Linked DNA regions of Mus musculus: region 1 is linked to region 2. A link is a contact called in public promoter capture Hi-C data. All regions are on one chromosome and are shown on one strand. Each heading gives the region's core, a stretch centred on a gene start, on an enhancer-like site or on the middle of the called end of the contact. The rest is flanking DNA. Distances are from core to core; before and after follow the strand shown. Region 1 holds the start of Gcn1 (GCN1 activator of EIF2AK4). Region 2 holds the start of 4833439F03Rik (RIKEN cDNA 4833439F03 gene).

Region 1 (5,951 bases), core at 1,159-3,658, 2.4 Mb before region 2:
GAGCCTGCCCTCCGCCCTAAAATATCTTGGAGGAGGGATGCTAGGGATGGAACTCGTGGATGCCAGACTCCACCACTGGGTTCCCACACAGCCTAGAGAGCATGCGCATGTGTATGTGCACCGTGCATGTGTTCAGATGTTCACATGCCATGGTGTGTGTGTGTGTGTGTACACACACGTGCGCTCATGCGTGCACAGGTCAGAGGACAACTTTCAGGAATCAGTTCTCTCCTTCCACCAAGGGATACAGGGGTCAAAACTCAGGCCATTTTGCTGGCACATCAACAAGCACTTTTACCCAATAAAACATCTTGCTGGCCCCGTATTATAATTTTTTAAATGCTTTACCAACCTTACTGAGGTTTGAGAAAATAATGCATATGTACTACCCTCTGCCTTCCAATATGGTAACATTAAACTTCCTTTTATTTTCTTTATTTTTTTTTTTTAGAGACAAGGTCTTATCACAGTGCAGCCTTGGATGGCATGGAACTTTGAGAGATCCTGCTGTCTCTGATTCCCGAGTACTGTGACAAAAAAACAAAACAACAAAACCCCTGTGCCACCACGCTGGGCAATAACAAAGCATTAAACTCATAGTGATAGTTCTCTCACAAATATGCAGGAACTTTTCATATTTGACAAGGAAGTCGAAGCTCTTTTCCTTAATCAGAAGTTGCCAGATTAGGAATAGCTTGTTGCTCAGCCCTTGCCCAGCAAGCGTGAGGGCCCTGGGCTGGGTCCCCAGCGCTACAAAGTAAGATAGGAAAAGTTTCCCACTGGAAACCTTATATGCTAAGAGCCTCTAGGAGTCACACTGGGCATTGGAAAGATCAGCTCTCACACCTCCCAAGTCCACCGATATCTCTGCAGACACCACTGCCCAAGAGAGGATTTTCTGAAATGACAAACCTGATGTGGCTGCTCTGAAGACATGAAGGACAAATCACTTGAAGCACAGGTGGAGAACCGAATTTTTAAATTTCATTTAATTCTGACGAACTTAAGTAAGCTTTACGGCTCTTTTGATAGCACAGTTAGGTAACCTACTACTAAATAACACAACTCTAGGGAGAAGATTCTTAAATATTCAGAAACATTAAGTAACTTCCCTTCTTAGGATTCACTAAGACGCAGCTCTGTCTAAACAAATTACCAAACCCTTTTACTGAAGACCCTTGCAAAGCATCTTTTTAATGATCAGGTTAAATGGCTCCTCTTTGGCGGGCCTTGAGGATCAAACATAAAAATCAATTAATCTCACCCCAGAGACTCAAACTGTTTTTTAAATACGTTCCTGCCAGGCAGGGTAAGCCCCCCACCCACCCATTAAGAAGCCACAGGCAAGATGGCTACAAGTTCAAAGCCAACTCACTATATATATATATTTTTAATTTGTTTGTTTCTCAAGACAGGGGTTTTGTGTGTGTGTGTGTACCCATGTCTGCCTGGAACTCCCTCTGTAGACCAGGCTGGACTGGCACTCAGAGATCCACCTGCCTCTGCCTTCCAAGTGCTGGGATTAGAGACGTGCCACCACCGCGCCACCACTACCTGGCCTTGATCTACATTTTTGAAAAGGGAGGGTGGGATGGAGACATGGAGAGAAAAAAAAATTATGTTTCTTATTTATTATTTCATCCTTCCACGAGGCTACAAAAGAGGCTGAGATGGAGAAGGGGGTAGCCTCAACGCCTCCCTGAACTGCAAGGTACCCACAGGTGTGAACGCACAACGGTGTCACGACTCTTCGCAGGTGAAGACATTTTGAGATCTCACCCAGGACCCAGTTAACACCCAGCAAACCCACATGGGACCCTACTATTTTGTCTCAATACATCTTCCCATAAAATAACATAGGATATCGGTATTATCACCACCACCAAATGTTAAAAGGACCGAGACCCTGAGGGGTGATGTCATTGATCCAACGCCTTGACGAAACCAACGAGCGGAGGCTCAACTCCGAACCCGTATGGACATAAAAAGGCTACGCTCCGAGTGTGGGCACAGAGTCGGGGGGCCTCTGCATCGCCCCGCGGGCTCCGGAGAACCGTAGCCGACGCCGAGTGTAAGCTCTGCCACCGCCGGGACCCGCACAGCCCCAGCACGGCACCCGCTACCCCGAAGCCAAGCGGATGGCAAGATGCTCGAGTCCAGGGTCGCTCTGCTCGCCCAGGCCGGCCGGAGCCTCGAGCCGCGAGCAGCCGCCGCCCCCTTCCCCCGCGCCGCCGCTTCCGTCTGCGCCCTCCGCGGCCGTGGGCGCCGCAGCCTCCGCCCGGGCAATCCCGCCGCCCCACTGCCCGCGCTCCGGGTCCGGTCCCCGCCGCCCGCCGCGTTGGCCGCCGCAGCCGCCCGCCTCACCTGCGTGTCCGCCGCCATCCTGCCGGCGCCCAGTCCGGAACCGCTTCCGGAGCGCTTCCGGGTCACAGCAGGGCCCACGCGGCAAGGCGAGGCCTGGCGCCCCCGGGCGGGAGGGCGGCCGCAGGTCGTGCTCTGCAGCCCCTGGGCGCGGGATCTCCTCGATTCGGCCTCCCCCGGACAGCGCCCTGCAGCTCTGGCATCCTTGGGGGGATCCCGGGTCCAGCACCGACACCCCCCATCGTGCTGTTTCCTAGGCCCCAGGAATGAACCCAAAGACTAGTCTCAGGCCCAAGAGGCTTGGAGGTTAGAACAGGTGATGGTGAGGTACGCGGGAGGGATGCAGGGATGACCCGGGAATTGCGTGACCTGCTGGGAGCCTCAACTGCAGACAGCTAGGGACAGGGTTGAGGAAGAGTTCGATGTCTTAGGACAATTATTGAATTTTTACTATAACTCAAGAGTGTGCTTGGAGAATGCGGTCTCCAGGCTTCTTGGCCCTCAGCAGTGGCAACTATACAGATGGGGGGCCGGGCGTGGTGTCGCACGCCTTTAATCCCAGCACTCGGAAGGCAGAGGTAGGCGGATTTAAGGCCAGCCTGGTCTAAAGTGAGTTCCAGGACAGCCAGGGCTACACAGAGAAACCCTGGGGGGTGAGGGAGGGAGAAGAAAAAAAAATATATATATACACACACATAGATGTATAGTGACGTCACAAGGTTAATGATAGCAATAGGGCATTGCATTTGATACAGTATTCACCTACTTGTTAGAGCCCATTTTTTAAATCCTCAGCTTTTCAGACTTAACACTTACTGAATGCCTATATGAACCAACATCAAACTACTATCGGGTTAGAGGTTGCAATTCTAGGGTAACTTTTTGTCTAGTTACCTGTGATGCACAGGCAGTATTTTAGCTCTTGCAGCAGCTTTTTACATAGCAAGTTATTCTAGTTTGCACCCCCGATTAGTACATCAAAGCAACCCTACATGCACACCTTAGTGGCTAGTTATTAACTGCCCCTGTATTCAAGACTTAATCTACCAAGAAAAAACTTTAGCCAGCACGTGGAAACTCAACTACACATCTAAACTACACAAACACAAGTATAACTTCATTACTAAACACACAGCAGTGACTCAATTACTGCAGGCAGAAGGCTGAGGCAGATCAACTTCTACACCAATCCTCATCTCAAAAGGCACAATCAGGCCCGAGTTCAATCACCACTCACCTGGATACTCCTTGCCATAGCTCAGTATCACCATCTCAGGCCCTCTCAGACTTCAGTCCTTAAACCACGCCTAGCTCAAACCCAGCCTTCTACCCCTGCCTCAGCCTTAAGCAACAGGGCTCTGGACCTGCATCACTCTGCCTTGGAGCAGTAAGGCTACCTATGAACAATGGCTTGGACATCCAGTGATATACAGAAAGCAGACCCAGATACCAAACCATATAGATTTGGTATGGCTCATAGGTCTCTTAACCATTGAGCTTAGTATACATATATATTATGTATACATATGATATATATCCAACATGGACTACCATAGGAATATAAAGGCCAGGCTTGGGGCTTGATGACATACACCTTTAATTCACACCTGGAAAATCTTTGTCCCAGACTAGCTATGGCACCAAGTCAAGAGACTGTCTCAAAAAACAAACAAAGCCCACAAAAACACTAGGAGCTTTAATTTTAGAAACAAAGATGCCAACACAAAGTAAACAGTAGCGGTTTTGCTTTTTCATCCTGCTTAAGTGAACAAACTAAATAAATCCAGACCGGAGTTTTAAGAGAAGTAAGCCTTTATTTCCATCTTTCTCAAATTAAGCAGGCTGACTTGGTTGCTTTGGCGGGATTAGTCGAAGAGACCGAATCCCATATCCTCATCTGATTCCTCCGACTCTTCCTTTGCTTCAGCTTTGGCAGGGGCTGCAGCAGCCGCAGGGGCAGCAGTGGTGGCAGCAGCTGCAGGGGCAGCAGCCGCAAATGCAGATGGATCAGCCAGGAAGGCCTTGACCTTGAGGGAGAAAAGGCAGTCAGCATGATCATAGTTCTACCACCTACACTCTTCCTGCTAAGAACTGACTGTCCTGTGGCAGCTTTCCAGTGAGATTACCCACCAGGGGTTCTTTCTGAGCATAGCCTGCTGGCTGGACACTTGGGCCCAGCTCTAGGGGTCTAGTCTTTTAAAATGAGAGCATGCATGCCTCCACTAATATGCATTTCCCCCCACTTTTATTAACAAAGGATCTGACTAGCTCAGGGCAGACTCTAGCCTGAATGAAAGGCCACCCAGTTTTCACCCAATACCAAACAGGACATGGAGCTTGGTTTAACAGCTTAGTTGGTAAGGTGCTGGCTTAGTGGGGAAGCACTGGTACTAGTAACAAGCCCCAACCTGGATTCAAGGTCACCCAACTACAGCTTAAGATCAGCTTTGGGGCTGGAGAGATGGCTCAGTGGTTAAAAGCAGTGACTGGGAATTCTGAAAATCTAAGCTCCCAACCTCCAGTAATGGGATTTGATACTCCTTTCTGGAGTGTCTGAAGACAGCAACAGTGTACTCATATAAATAATAAAACTTAAAAAAAAAAAAAGACCAGCTTTGGCTACATGAAACCCTGTCTTGTCTCACAAGGTACCTACTGTGTGACATAGCATGAATACACTAACTCAGCAGACTGCCACTTGCCAACCCGTCAGGCCTCTGTGGTCCTGAAAGGACAGCCTTACCTTTTCAGTAAGTGGGAAGGTGTACTCAGTCTCCACAGACAATGCCAGGACGCGCTTGTACCCATTGATGATGGAGTGTGGCACCGAGGCAACAGTTGGGTACCCGATCTGCAGACACACACTGGCCACGTTGCGGACACCCTGTATGCAGACAAGAATGACATTTTAGCTCCCCTCAGTTCAGTCTCAAGCCTGGGCAGAGCCAAGAGCCATCAGTTTGTGCTCACCCTTCCTCCAGACCTGGCTGTTCAATATTCCTTACAGTGACTTCTGAAAATCTACTCTGTTAGCCTAGTTACTGAGCACTATTAGAATATTAATCCATTTCCAGATGTGATTTACCAGTAATGAAACCTTTTCCCAATCTTGAATTATGAGTGGGGGTGGGCATGGTTGGAGTTAGAAATATAAACTATATAAATAACTCAAAAAAATGTTAAGATTAAAATGCTAAATCTATAGATGCATGTCTAATTTCAGTAAGTTATTCACTCAAGGAAACAATTTTCCTTAAGCTGGGCAGTGGTGGTGCACACCTTTAAACCCAGCACTTGGGAGGCAAAAGCAGGATTTCTGAGTTCAAGGCCAGCCTAGTCTACAAAGCCCAGGACAGCCAGGGCTATACAAAGAAACCCTGCCTCAAAACAAAACAAAACAAATCAAAAAACAAAAAAGGTCAATTTAATGGCAAAAGCCTGGTGTGGGACAGTCTTTAAAAAGATAGAGTAATAACAATTTAAATTGTTAGCATTAAATTGTATTCATCTCTCCTTGACTCAATACTCAAAATCTCACCGACCAGCAATGTTCTATTTTGTTTGAGACCTAGCTGTCCTCAAACTCACAA
Region 2 (6,199 bases), core at 2,936-5,435:
AGACCGTGTTCTGGGGATGGCAAGCTGGACTCATGGGCAAAAAACCAAGTGCACCCTCTAGATGTGGGGACAGACGGGAAGGAGTCAACCAGCCACATGCACAACCAGCAAACACTTGGTGGGTTTCATCTGTGAGAGAAATCAAAGAGGTTTAGTTACTCTCTCAGTGGCTAGTTAAAGCCAGTTGCAGATTGTAACTTGGTTTAGCCAGTCCAGTGCAGGGTAGGAAGCAGGGCAGGAGGCAGGGCATGGCCCATGGGGCCATCACTTAGTACCAGGAAACAAGAAAACAGCTAGTGGTCAGGATAAATAATTCTTTAAATGAGTATATATATATATTTTTAAGTCAAAGCAGAATCCCATGAAGAATACAGACTTAATACTGGAAAGGCAGAGTCGATGTGATAGAGTTCTCCTCCATCCTGGATCCAGACACCCCGCTTTTCCCAGCCCACCTGCCCCTTTTGGCTGAGCACCTGGCTTCTTGTGTCCCACTTGTATATTTTGTGGCAGCTGTGTTTTTAGCATCAGCCCCTGTGTGTTCTTCTTTCTGAGGTGAATTCTCACGTGTGTCTCACATGTGGTATCTGTCGTGAACTGTGGTGTCAACAATCAAGCACTTTCTTGTTTGTTTGTTTTAATGTGTGAGTACACTATAGCGGTGTTCAGACACACCAGAAGAGGGCATCGGATCCCATTACAGATGGTTGTGAGCCACGGTGTAGTTGGTGGGATTTGAACTCGGGACCTCTGGAAGAGCAGTCAGTGCTCTTAACACCTGAGCCATCTCTCCAGCCCCAGTCGAGCACTTCAAGACATTTGAAATGATGCCCGGGACAGCTGTCTTCTTCATAAAAACTGTGTGTCTGAGATTTTTTTTTAAATAAAGATTTATTTGTTATGTATACAACATTCTACCCGCATGTTCACCTGCAGGCCTGAAGAGGGCAGCAGATTCCATTACAGATGGTTGTGAGCCCCCATGTGGTTGCTGGGAACTGAACTTAGGACCTCTGAAAGAACAGCTAGTGCTCCTAACCTCTGAGCCATCTCTCCAGCCCCATCTGAGGTGTTTTCAAAGCCGATGACACCTGTGCATCCCAACCTGGTCCCCAGCTTCAGTGTGTCTATCCATCCCAAAGGGGCAGTGTTTCATCTGGGGTGTTTGGCTTCTCTTAGAAATATTACAGGTGCTGCACCCCTCTTGAAGCCATTCAGTGGGAGCTACGATCACTTTAGATGTGTCTCGTGCCTCTCACGGCCCCCCCTCCCCTCCGAAGGATAGAATGATCCCCATCTCTGTGTCCAGATAGCCTGTCACACTTGGGTCCCCCTCTCGTTCTCGAAATGTTCCTGGGGTGGCTTTTCTGGGGCCAGATTGGGAAGGGCCTGTCTATCCTTTCCTGTCTTCTGTCTGTCCCTGGTTACCTGGGAAGTCTATGAAGTGACCGGAGCCTGGAGTTTGCTGTGAATTCCTTGTAGAACCCAGAAACCCCGGCTGTGACTGTGGGTGTAGCCCCCTTTGGAGGCTAGGGAAGGAGCCAGGCTCAGGTGGAGAAGGGGATTGGCCTTCCCCTGGCATGTTTCCTCATCTGCAGAGGTGCAGGCTGGGGTGACATCTCACCTGCTGGGCACACAGTCTGACCTCTCTCACCTGCTGGGCACACAGCCTGACCTCAGTCAGGGGCCCTCCTTCCATTGTAAGCCATCCTGTCCTCATCCCTACAGTTCCCTATGAACCTGGCTCACCTCAGGACCTTTGCACATATTATGATCAGGAGACTGAGGGCAGCTTGGCTGAGTGAGTTTTTGTCTCCCAGTGACTCTAGTCGGGAAGCTGGCCATGGTTCCTGTCCTCTGGATCTGACCGGAGGCAGGTACCTGCCTTCGTCCAGTAGCCAGCCATGGTGCTGGGTTCTAGCTGGAACTCTAGTCTCTTCTCTGTGGGTTTCTCCTCCAGAGCATCCACCATGGCTGCCCCTTACATGCCCTAGAGTCATCCTCACTGTGGCGCTTGGGGACCAACCCTGATGCATTGTGGGAGGGGTAGTGGGGACCCTGGGGGCCTCTGGGAGGCAGGCCACCACACACAGCCTCAGCTCTCTGGGCCTCAGTCTCCCTTTTTAGCAAATGGGATCCTTTGAGCATTTATCAGGCTCAGGTGGCATCAGTCAGCAGCTGTGTTGCATCCCTCTGACCCTCCACAGCACAGGGCCATGAGCTGGGCCAGAGGAGGTGCTCACTCTTACCGGAGATGCCTGGACCACCGGGGGTGGGGAGTTGGGGGGTTGGAATGAGGAGGAGGAAGAGGAGGCTGTAGGTAGCCTGCACACACTGTCTGTCACAGGGTGGGCCTTCAAGATACTTACTTTGGCAAGTCTGGTGTCTAGAGAGCAAATATTGACTCAGGACAGAGAGGTGAGGGGGCGGTGCATCGATCATACCAGGTGGTTGGGCAGATGTGGATTTCAACCTTGGATTTGGCCTGGCATTTTGAAAAGTCAATATTTTTTTAAGGCCTGCCAGTGGGCGAGGTGTGGGGGGGGGTCAGACGTGCTTGCAACCATGGGGAGGGGGCCATTTCCAAGAGCACCTTGGTCGTGCTCTTGCTGTGTGACCTTCGACATGTGAATCCACCTCTTCACCTGTGGAAGGAACAGAGATGGGGAATAGAGCCTGGCTGGAAGGTCCAGAGTCCCACTGTGCTGATGCCCCTCCCTGTCCAGTGTGTACCCTCTTCTCTCTTATCAGCCCCCACAAGCTCCAGCCCTTAAGGGTTAAGCACAGTGAGCTCATGTGATACTCGTTCATATGAATCATCCTTATGGCTCCTTGTGCCCAGCCTAGGAAAGGGGGCAGATGCTGTGCCCCCAAGTTGCCATGGCAACCCTGCTTGTACCAAAATGCAGGCACCTCAGCCCCAGACCCACCCTTGAGGGAAGCTCAGGGCAGGTCACCTGCGTCCTCCATCCTCGAGGAGAGGCAGCAGGGACTGCTGAGCGGATAAGAGGGGGAAGGAGCTTGGTGGGGGAGGCTTAGCTGCTTAGCTCCGCAAGGAGATGGAAGCCGAAGGGCGCTGCCGCTGCCGGGAGAGGGAGACAGACTGACAGCCAGCCACAGGTCCTCAGACTTCACCTGAAGCCCTGGAGGCTCGTGCGGCAGCGGCCCCTCCACCTCCCCGGGGCAGCCGCCTCCCACGTACATGCCCCCACACGCGCGCACTCACCCGCGTTCCTGCACGGTGCTGCCTGGGGTGGGTAAGCAGTCTGGCACATGAAGTCCCCGAGGGACAGCGAGCGAGCGAGTTGAGACTTAGGGGGAGAAAAAAAAACAAAACAAAAAAAAAAAAACTGGGGCTGACGCCAGCTCCCTGGGCGGCCACCTCCCGAGGCCCCTCCTGCATTCCTGGGCTGTGCACCCCTCGCCAAGACAGGGGGCTGATGTCATTCCGGGCTGCCGGGCCAGGGGACCCGGGCTGGGTGGCTGCCTCTCCGGAAGTGAGCGCGCTGCCTGCTGGGCGGCAGGTTCAGTCGGCTTCGGGTTTGGAGTCTCCAGCCTGAGGACTGGAGATCTGCCTAGTTCAGACGAGAAGAGCCTGGAGAGAGAGCTGGCCGGCGGCGGTGGGCGGTGGCTCCCAGGTGTGCATGGGAGTTCTCCCTGCATGGACGGAGGAAGTGAGTTGGGGGTGCCAGCCCCCTCGCCCAGTTCTTCACAGCCACCTGCCCCTTGACTTCATCAGGGTTGGCCCCAGGGACTAGAACTGGACGACCTGGTTGGTTGACTCTAGGCTCCTGCTGGTGACCCCCTGCTGACCCGTCCCGTCCCTGTTTCGTGACCCGCACGGATGCCTGTCGGGCGATGTTTACTTTACTTGCGCTGATGTTCTCTGCCGGGCTTCCCATCGGAGCCCAGAACTTCTCCCCAAGGACGGTCACCGACAGAAGGACCAGGACCCTGGCAGTGTCGGCCTCCTAACTGCCTCCGCCTGCCCCCTCCTCCAGGCTGGCCCTATGGAGTACCTGGGCGACAAGCTTTCAGTGGCCCAGACACACATGACTCAGTGGGTTGGCACGGTGAGGCGGTCCTTCCAGGAGGCTCTGCACTTGGTGACGGCCACGGTGGGCACCGAGCGGAGCGGGGAGTCCGCCGCTCGCACCCCGTTCAAGCGCACCTCCTCCTTCAGACACCTGGCCTCTCGGAGCCGAGAGTCCTTCCGCCGCTTCTCCGCACGCAGCCAACAGAGGTTCTCATCCCTCCGGAAGAGACAGCCAGACTCTGAGGCCCCTGATCTTGTAAGCTTGGGGATAGATGTGTGTGGTTTAAAATAGCAGGGCAACCCTGGGAAGGTCCCTTCCCTCGGACTCCTGAGAGGGGGCCAACTCGTAGAAGCCTCAGGGGAGGACTTTTCCTATCAGTGATGATGGCCTTGGGATACTGAGGGGGATGTAGGCTGGGTTGGCTGCTCTGCAGGTGCAGCACCCACTGCTTGAAGCTGGTGGGGAACGGACTCCGGGCTCCTTGTCTGTGAGCAGGGCTGTGTGGGGGTTGGGGGGGCACTGCTGTCCCCACGGCATGCCGGCATCTCTATTTTTAGGGAAGCTTACTTGACACCTGCTCTATCTCCTCTTGCCCTCCCAGGGTGACCAAGTGGTCTCATTGCCTGTGTGCTGATTTAAGGCGGTTGCCTGGTTGCCACTGTTCAAAAGTGAGACACTGAGTGACTTCCGAGGGGAGGAGCTGTAGGGGACTGGGTGGAAGGTGATGGCAGGTCCTGCCAGCCTGGGAGCTTGGACTTGTGTGAAGAGCCCGGCCATTGTGGAGCGCCCAGGCCCAGCTATTGGGTTCTATGCTGTGAGACCAGGGTAATCATAGCCAGTGAGTGTAATCTGGAGTGATATGAGGCGGGTCTGGAGACAGAACGGTGACCTCGTGGGCATGCGCAGCAAGGTGCGGGAAGTCTGGCTGGGAGAGAGAAGCAGGAAGAACACTTCCCTGCCCAACTCTTGGCAGATGGTTTCTGGGACCTCTAATGACTTCGGGGACACTAACGTCACCAACCAGAACGAAGCTTAGTTGCAGTGCCCAATGTCTTCAGATAGCTGGCCTCTGCCCTGGGCTGAGTTGTCCCAGTTTTCAGGGGCGTTCGAGGCCAGACATGGGTTCAGTTATCCCTTTTTGTCCCCAGAGCCAGTGTGGTTATGAGACAGTGTTGGGCAGGGGAATGCAGCTGTCCGCAGAGACCAGGGGACTCAGCAGGGCGCACACAGCCACTGAGCCACTAGGCAGGGGCTCACCCAGGCCAGAAGCCATGCTGTGAGGCTGATCAGGGGTGACTCCTTGTGTGGGAGTCTGCACTCCTTTGGGTCTTGAGTGCTCGCCCATTCTCCGCGAAGGAAGAGCTCGTTCTGTGTCAGCTTGTCTGTCTCCTCCTGCCCCGTTCCCCAGAATCCTCTCCAGGAACACTAGCTCTGTTCCCTGACCTCTGCCCTAGCTCTTCTTGGGCTGTGTGACTTTGGATGCTGCCCTAAGTCTCTGTGCCTCTGTGCATGTGGAGTGTGCTCGCAGTGACAGGCCAGCCACCCAGGTGGCGAGTGGGTGAACATAAATACACCCAGAAGTAGTGTGGATTTCCAGGTCTTCCCACTCCTGCTTGGCCTCTCTCTGGGGTGGGCAGAGCTGGCATTGGCTCAATCCATTCTTAAGTCTCAGTTTCCTCCTCTGTCCAGTGAGGGCACCATGTGCTTGTTCTGAGATGCTGTCAGCACCATGCTGGCACATAGTAAGTAAATACTTGTAAGTCTGTCAGGTGCTAAGATATCCTACTGTGTGTGGTGGGGGACTTGCGTCTTGCTGCAAATCCACCTGGGTGAGATTGGATAGCAGCCTGCCTCTTCCCAGGAGTGTTACTTTGAGTGGATCAGCGGCCTCTGTCCTTTCTGTGCCTTCACTTTCCCCTCTGTGGAATGGAATGATTGGCAGACAAGGAGCACCCCCAAGTGGTGTGTGTAATACCTGGGTTCTGTATGGCCCCTGTGCGTGGCAGCCAAGCCCTCTCTCCCAAACCGTGCCTTCAGAGGTTCCCAACGAAGTGGGGAGTCCGCACACACCCCCTTTCACTCTGAACTTAAATGTTTGTCTTATGGGTGGGAGCTTCCTAAGGCAGGCAGGGGCGTGGGGCTGTAGGCAATCTTACCCCTCA

What was found. Promoter capture Hi-C pulls out the DNA fragments that hold promoters and counts their contacts.
Region 1: a promoter capture Hi-C map of pre-B cells shows a contact between it and region 2, with 5 times the contacts expected there. The contact joins the promoter of Gcn1 here to the promoter of 4833439F03Rik in region 2. A contact is called at or near these places in 4 of 39 promoter capture datasets (hippocampal neurons, liver and pre-B cells).

What each region holds. Positions count from the first base shown.
Region 1 is chr5:115,561,720-115,567,670 of GRCm38.p6, reverse strand. Gcn1 (GCN1 activator of EIF2AK4) reads right to left here and starts at 2,408. Exons shown (of 58, transcript NM_172719.2): 1 at 2,365-2,408. The coding sequence starts at 2,382. Rplp0 (ribosomal protein, large, P0) reads right to left here. Exons shown (of 7, transcript NM_007475.5): 6 at 5,105-5,245; 7 at 3,942-4,388. The coding sequence ends at 4,227.
Region 2 is chr5:113,135,798-113,141,996 of GRCm38.p6, reverse strand. 4833439F03Rik (RIKEN cDNA 4833439F03 gene) reads right to left here and starts at 4,185. Exons shown (of 3, transcript NR_166693.1): 1 at 4,020-4,185; 2 at 3,227-3,657; 3 at 873-2,645. The region is part of intron 6 of 2900026A02Rik (RIKEN cDNA 2900026A02 gene); the gene reads left to right.